Regions from separate parts of the Mus musculus genome. Here region 2 is linked to region 1. Evidence: chromatin contacts called from public Hi-C data. All regions are on one chromosome and are shown on one strand. Each heading gives the region's core, a stretch centred on a gene start, on an enhancer-like site or on the middle of the called end of the contact. The rest is flanking DNA. Distances are from core to core; before and after follow the strand shown. Region 1 overlaps Gm39596 (a long non-coding RNA gene). Region 2 has its middle 170 kb from the start of Eya1.

Evidence for each region. A called contact is a pair of places that touch in the nucleus more often than the background predicts.
Region 2: a contact with region 1 is called in a Hi-C map of the G1E-ER4 cell line, with 2.4 times the contacts expected there. The contact joins two enhancer-like sites. A contact is called at or near these places in 1 of 484 Hi-C or Micro-C datasets (the G1E-ER4 cell line) and 1 of 115 datasets of contacts at active chromatin or transcription factors (embryonic stem cells).

What each region holds. Positions count from the first base shown.
Region 1 is chr1:14,119,892-14,123,893 of GRCm38.p6, reverse strand. The region is part of intron 3 of Gm39596 (a long non-coding RNA gene); the gene reads right to left. Among named protein-coding and RNA genes, the nearest start is that of Gm39596, 80 kb to the right of the region's middle. Within about 2 kb of position 2,608, at least 4 of the 459 cell types and tissues checked have an H3K27ac peak or open chromatin away from gene starts, as enhancers often do. A contact at or near this core is called in the G1E-ER4 cell line, where this site is marked.
Region 2 is chr1:14,482,312-14,486,255 of GRCm38.p6, reverse strand. No RefSeq gene overlaps it. Among named protein-coding and RNA genes, the nearest start is that of Eya1, 170 kb to the right of the region's middle. Within about 2 kb of position 1,500, at least 61 of the 459 cell types and tissues checked have an H3K27ac peak or open chromatin away from gene starts, as enhancers often do. A contact at or near this core is called in the G1E-ER4 cell line, where this site is marked.

The DNA of each region.
Region 1 (4,002 bases), core at 1,359-3,858:
CTAGAGGAGAAGCTTTCATATTTCAGACAAATTTATCCCATTTGGATCAGTTGGATCTCTCCAAACCCTTTCTTTTCTTTTGGTCAATACAAATGACATGAAGTTTCTTTTTTGTTTGTTTGTTTGGGTTTTTTTTTTTTGTTTTTGTTTTGTTTTGTTTGGTTGGTTTTCTTTTTTTTTTTTGGACAGGGTTTCTCTGTATAGCCCTGGCTGTCCTGGGACTCACTTTGTAGACCAGGCTGGCCTCGAACTCAGAAATCCACCTGCCTCTGCCTCCCAAGTGCTGGGATCTCTGCTCCCAAGTGCTGGGATCAAAGGTGTGTGCCACCACGCCTGGCGAAGTTTCTTACATAGGCCCAGATTCACTCTGGGGCTCACTCTGGAGTTCTGGCTCCATCTCTCAGAAAGTTTCATCACATTAATTCTACTCACAGTGATTTTTCTCTTCTCAGACTTCCAAGGGGCCCTAAGAAACTCTACCATGACCCATAACATCAAATGGGTTAGACGACTATTTGGAAGCTAGAATTCTTTATTTGTTCACTTAATACTTAAAATGCAGGAACTCTACTCATAGGAGGAACAACAATATGAGCTAGACAGTACCCCCAGAGCTCCCAGGGACTAACCCACCAACCAAAAAGCACACATGGTGGAGTCATGGCTCCAGCTGCATATGCAGCAGAGGATGGCCTAGTCGGTCATCAATGGGAGCTGAAGGTTCTATTCCCCAGTGTGGGGGAATTCCAGGGCCAGGAAGCAGGAGTGGGTGGGTTGGGGAGCAGGGGGAGGAGGGAGAGGATAGGGGGAGAGTGTTTTTTGAAGGGAAAACCAGGAAAGGGGATAACATTTGAAATGTAAATAAAGAAAATACCCATTTTTTTAAAAGTACTTGGGTTAAAGAATGAGTTCAGGATCAGCCAGTGCAAATTACTAAGACAGTATATCAAAAATACAAACTGAAAATTGAACTGAGATGTAACTGAGTGGAAGAGTGCTTAACTAATACTTATGAGGTACTGTGTCTAATTCCTGGTATTACCAAAAAATTACTTCAGTCATGTGAAGTACTTTAAGATTAAATACGTTGCCAAGTGTGGTGCCATATGCCTGCAATTCCTGGACAAGAGAGGTAAAGGCAGGAAGATTAGGAGTTCAAGATCAACCTCAGCTTCCACGCTCGGTGTTTGAGATCAGCCCAAGCCATATGGAGCTTTGTGTAAAAATTAAGCATTTAATTATCATAGTAGCAAATGTAATTTAATGTAATATTTTGGCACTATATATACAAATTCTGTTCTCTTATAAGATTTATAGAAAATTAATGTAGCATACACTATATTAATTTGCAATTGGCATAAAATTAAAATATTTTTGACATAAAGAGAATTTTCTTCCTAGATCTTTGTAATAAAAAAAAAAAGGTTTGAGGAAACATTTTCATTTCTGAAGAGAATGAGAAAATAATCCCAAATCTCAGGTTATCAATAAATCTCTTTCTTGGTTTGTTAAAAAAAACAACAAAGAAAAACAACAAACAAACAACCAAAAACAGGAACTCTGACTTCTCCTGCCCTGGTATTGTTTACAGAATTCACATATTTAAGCAATGGGGAAGAGTGTAGAGTGGCTTGCTGGGACAGATATTCAAATGTCTACTATTTTTCTTAAGATGATTTTAATCCATTCTTCTGACCACAAGCTCCTGGAAGAGGAATAGTATGGGCTCCATTAGCCATTGCGCAGGACTATTTTTCTAACTGGTCCATTGTTGATGGTTAATCTTCATTACAAACTTGACTGGATTAAGGAATGCCTAGGCAATTGGCCAAGTATACCTGTGGCTGTGACTGTGATGGCATTTCAAGAGACCATGAGACAGATCTTACTTCATCAATGGATTATCCCCTTAATGGATTCATAATAGTATGGCTTTGTGACAAAGTGATGGAAAGACAGGAGGTCACACTAGGTTGAAGGACTAGGTCACCAGAGAAGTATCTTTACAGCTTGTGGTGGTTTGAATATACTTTGTCCAGGGAGTAACATTATTAGGAGTTGTGACCTTGTCGGAGTAGGTGTAGCCTTGTTGGTAGAAGTATGTAACCATGGAGGTGGGCTCTTCTCCATGCTACCTTCTTATCAAGATGTGGAATTCTCAGCTCTTTCTCCAGTACCATGTCTACCTGGATGCTGCCATGCTTCTTGTCTTGATAATGGAGTGAACCTCTGAATCTGTAGGCCAGCACCACTTAAATATTTTCCTTTGTTTGCCTTGGTCAGTGTCTCTTCATAGCAATGGAGAGCCTCACTAAGATACAGCTGTACCTTGGCCTCTTCCTGTACCCTTCCCTCTATTAACTATCCACTAGGAAATGAATCAGCAAACCCTACACACTCTGACTTCCTTGATATCTTGTCCAAGTGCATCAGACCAAGGGACTCTGAAGACAGGAACCAGACTACATTGTCCCAACCTCAACTTATTCTGTCAAGTCTTTTGTCACAGCTATGGAACAAGTGACTAATGTGTATAGCCAGAACAGACATCTTTCTCTTCTTCTCACAAAGGTTCTTTTGAGCAATGTGTGGTTATGCTTTGCATCCCATGCCCCTCAAAGCCGACAGCAGCTTCTCTTTTCCCAGTGTTGTGTCAATGCCGTTGTTCACATGCTTCAGAGCATGGTCCTTTAAACAGGGCTGCCTCATCTCCACTGACTCTTGCATCATCTTGTGAGCACATTTTCCCAGGAATCTAGTAGACACCATAGCCCCCATCATTACTTCATTTTGTGGTTCTAAATAGCAGCACCCCAAAGGAGCAATTTAGAAATTAGTAGCTGTGGCTTTAAGGGTCTCACAATAATTAGGTACATTACAGGCCTTGGTGAAAAGAGTGACAGATACTTGTCCTCTGTGGTGTCTGGGGCAGTACTGCGCAGTGGATAATTGCCTCTAACCCTGCATAATATTCAGATGTCTGGCTTAATTTCATGGAGAAGAAAAACTTACACACAATTATAAAAAAAATGTACCAATTCCCTACTATGTGCTAAGTGTTCTTTCGGGGACTCAGGATAAGTAGCATTCTCTGATATAAGCATACTTATATTCTCTTATAAAAGCATACTTAATTCCATGAGCGTGGAATGTAACTTGATTTTAACAGACAGTGCTTTTGTACTGTCTGAATACCCAGTGTTTTCCTGAAATGCAACCACCATGAAAATCAAGGGAATATGGAGATTTTTATTCTGAGAGGTTCCAAGAACTGCTCACTCTATCAGGAAACCACATCACTAATTGTATCAGTCCTATAACGGCCACACCACTAGTGCAGTGTGTCTATCTCATCCTTATTGATAGCTGTTACATCGGCGGGGCCCCATGGACTAGTCACATGTTTTCCACTTTCATGTTCTTATCGAAACATGCCGTGTCTATGCAGTTATATTCAGAAACAGGTACTGTAAACATCTGTCAGCTCCAGCTGCTTTTCAGTATGATTTTTATTCTATGTTTTTATTTTCTAGTATGTGTGAGGCAGGCTGTATTATACATGAATCTCATTTTAAGATGGAGAGTGGATATAAAATTGTTTTTTCAAATAAAGAGGGCTTCTTTTATCTGAGAAATTACAGACCAATTGCTTAATTAAATATCTGATTAGCGAGTCTTCAGTAATGATCCTCCCCAATAGTGTAGTAAAGTCTGAAGAAAGCAGTAACTGTTTCTAATTCCCCACTTTATAAACTTAGGGTCATGCAGATTAGTGAATTTGAGGAGCACTCTCTCTGGGAACCGAAAAAAGTCTTTTTTTTTTTTTTTTTAATTAGGTATTTAGCTCATTTACATTTCCAATGCTATACCAAAAGTCCCCCTTACCCACCCACCCCCACTCCCCTACCCACCCACTCCCCCCCTTTGGCCCTGGCGTTCCCCTGTACCGGGGCACACAAAGTCTGCGTGTCCAATGGGCCTCTCTTTCCAGTGATGGCCGAC
Region 2 (3,944 bases), core at 251-2,750, 360 kb before region 1:
CATGTTGTCTAAATTTTGAATGTGTATGTTCATGGTACTGTGCTACATAAGGACATTCCATACAACTACATATTATACAACAAATATATTGGCCCCTGTATCCTTAACCTTCTTTTCTCCCTCCTCTTGTTTGTCCCCTTCAGAGCAAAATAACATGTCTAGTGGGCAATGTAATTACATGTTATTTTGTTCTCTCTCTCCAAGGCCTCCCACTCCCCGAACATGAAGCAGTTTTGCTTTTGACCAGCAGTTGACTAATACAGAGGCACAAAAGCAGACAGAGCCACTTATCAAAGACAAATGCCATGTGTTATTGATTGGAGAGGCCTTTCCTGGCAATTTGGCTCCTGTGTGCTCAATCAGGAATGAGCATCTTTTCTTCAGAGGCTCCTGTGTAGGGCTTCGGGTAGGCTGCCTTCTTTCTGCTCTCAGGCTCCCTTTCCCTTAAAGAAACAGCTTCAGGATAGAAAGAAGAACCAGAACTTGGCTGAAAGTGTTGGCATTGCTTAAGACAAAAGAGTAGATGGAGTTTCGGAACTAAGAGTGTTCGTCGCTGCAAGAAGGGAACCAATATCAAGAGTGTTCATACTTGCAAGCAGGGTTGACATCTCCCTTCCTCCTCTTTCTTACTGCAAGCCAACTGTATTTGAAACAAATAACAAAGCACACTGTACTCCTGTACATGTGCTGTGTACATGTATCTCTTGCTCCATGTGCTGACAGAGACAATCTTCACAGCCAGGTCGTGACAAATGAGCAGATCCTTATGGCTGTCACCCTGTCACTAAGCACATCTCCCCTCTCCTTGGCAACCTTCTGTTCCTGTTTTGTTCAAAACATTCCAGTGACCCCACAGATACACATTGTTCATGGGGCTTCCCTTCCAATCAAGTCTGCCTGTTGCTTCAAAAACACATGTATTTTGAATCCTTCCTTCCACCAAAGTACCTTGTTTCTGTTTTCCTTTACTATTGTACCTGCAAGATTCCTCAAGGTGGTGTCATTAGTGGGCAGGTTGTCCTTTTTACCTATGGGGAGTGTACACTGCATATATCTTTTGAAAAACATTAAATATATTTATAAAGTATTTCTTTGAGAACTTTGATTGTTGCATCAGTAAAACCAAGAGAATGAAAGGTACACCACATGACTAATCCTCTTTGTAGCATTATTGCTATTCAGCTGTCTTCCACTCTTAGCCCTTTGCTCCCAGGATTATACTTAGGAGTGGGCACTTTGGAGGTATGCTTATTGTTTCTAGAATGATTCTTTCCTTGCTACCTAAATATCTCCAGGAAAGGAATCAAACCATTGGTTTTTCTCATTATACACTTTTTAAAAGAAGCCTTTTGAATGGGTTTATATACACAGCTAGGCATCAAAGCATATGCATTATGCTCAGCATATCCAGTTATCATTCACTGTAAGCTTGTGAAGTCCTGTGACTCAGCACATCCAGTTATCACTCACTATAAGCTGGTGAAGTCCTGTGACTCAGCACACCCAGTTATCACTCACTATAAGCTGGGGAAGTTCTATGACTCAGCACACCCAGTTATCACTCACTATAAGCTTGTGACGCTCCTGTGACTCATATCGCCTTGGTTCTTTGTCTGTGGGTACAGAACTGTGATGAGGAGGAAAGAGATGATGGCACTCTGTATGTCTCCCAATTATTCCAGAGATCTGGGCTGGGCATAGAGTGGACAGAAGTGTAATCACAATAGCTAGTCTTTTAACGCACCCCCTCCCCCAACAGCTAGAAAGCTTAGCCAGTCCCTCTGGACTGAGAGATGTGTCCTTGTAATTTTCAGTGGGTATGATTGCGTTTGAGATGATTCTAAACCGCCAGTGGCTACACCACTGAAGAAAATCTCTCTGCCTGCCCTAACAGCCATGACTGCCTATAGATCCCCGGGTTCTGATAGGGCCTCCCTCATGAGCCCCTCCCACCTCCATGGTCTGGTAAGTAGTTCCACAGCACTCCACCCCTTCCTGTGCCTGGGGGTAGGTTTCTCAGCAGCTGTATAACAGAAGTGCTAGTATCTCTTTCTCTTTTTTTCCTTAGGTCAAATCATAAGTTTGCAGTTCAAATGGAATCATGATTCAAAAAGTGTTTTGAAAACATTTTAAAATATAATATAATTTGAATGTACTTTTTACTGGCAACATCTCTAAAAAGGGCTGGAGTGGTACCTTAATAGCTAAGAGCAATGGCTGCTGTTTAGAGGAATCAGCTTTGAATCCAAGGACCCCCATGGTAGCTCACAAACATCTATGACTCCACTCTCAGGGTCCCATTGCCCCATCTCCTTCTGGCCTCCATGTGTACCAGCCACGCACACAATGCAAAGACATACATGTAGACAAAAATACCCACATTACATAAAGTGAAATAAATTTAAAAATTTAAAATTTCTAAAAAAATATTGGCCAGCATAAGATATCACAGCATATGTGTTGGTAGCTGACAGGGAGGGTTAAAACTGAGGCATTTCATTACAAAGTTCAGGTGACTTTCTCTAATCTAGAAAGTTTCAGAGGATTATCTTCTAGATCTCTTAAGAATAATGGTACTTTAGGATGCTATTATAATTCTTGAAACTCAAACTTGGCTCCTTTAAGTTAAAGTAAATTTGCATTGCTAATGACCGTTTTTATTTGGTTATTAAATTTCTCAGTTAAAAAAAATCATTAAATTGAGCGTGTATAAATCTTATTTTTGTATTGGGAGATTCTAGAAATAAAAGGTAACTTTGAAATAAAATGGAAAAATTCAATAATAATCTTATTAATAGAAACAAGCCCAGCCTGTAACTGCTTTCACTAGAAGTTATAATATAAATACCATCCACATTAAAAGCCAAACTAGGGGGGCTGGAGAGATTGCTCGGTGGTTAAGAACACTGAGTGCTCTTATAGAGGTACTGAGTTCAAATCCCAACAACAACATGGTGGCTCACAACCATCTCTATGGGATTCAATGCCCTCTTTTGGTGTCTCTGAAGAGAGACAGTGTACTACTACTACTACTACTACTACTACTACTACTATAAAAACAGGCAAACTCTGCAGTTATGGCTATGACATAGGTTTTATTTGAACAACTTAGGACACTGTGGCTACATTATGAGAGCCCAGACTGGTAGATAGCCATTGTTGGACTAGCTGGGCATAAGCCTGTGAGCCACTCTAATAAATCATGTATATATACAACTCTGTATGTGTGTGTGTCTGTGTGTGTGTGTCTGTGTGTATGTATATGTGTATATATACTGTATTAGGTCTATCCCTCTAGAGAACCCTGACAAATACAGGATATTAGCCTTTGATGTGTGTCTTCATGGAAAATCTAATAATGAACACATGTAACTGTTTTCTAGCATTTAAGGAATTTTCAGTATCCATTAGCTGTAGGTTGTTGCCTTAGCACCGTGGATTTCTTCTTTCACTCTGTCTGTCTGAGAGTGTAGGACTGTATGCTTTTAGCACCAGCTAGTCTCACTGATCCAGATACACTGAGTCCTTCTAAACAAATGCCAGCTTGAACATAGGAAGGTAGGACATGGTAAAGACAGCAAGGATTATTAACTATGTGCCGGGATTGGAAATTTAGCTCAGAAGGCAAGCACAGAGTGTTGGTTCATTCCCTTATATTGAGATGAAGAATGGATTTAACTGAGTAGTGTGTAAAGGATTTACCTATGGGATATTTCAATAAATAACTTCAAGAACTCTATCTCTGAGCTTCCATTTTGTTTTTAGAAAAATATCTTGGTTGGGAGGCGGCCTCAGCATCAGCAGCAGCGGTCGCCATCTTGGTTCCGGGACTCAGCAGAACTTAGGAAATTAGTCTGAACAGGTCAGAGGGTGCGCCAGAGAACCGGACAGCTTCTGGGACGGGCAGAAGCACAGAGCCGCTGAGGCAGCACTCTTGGCGGGCC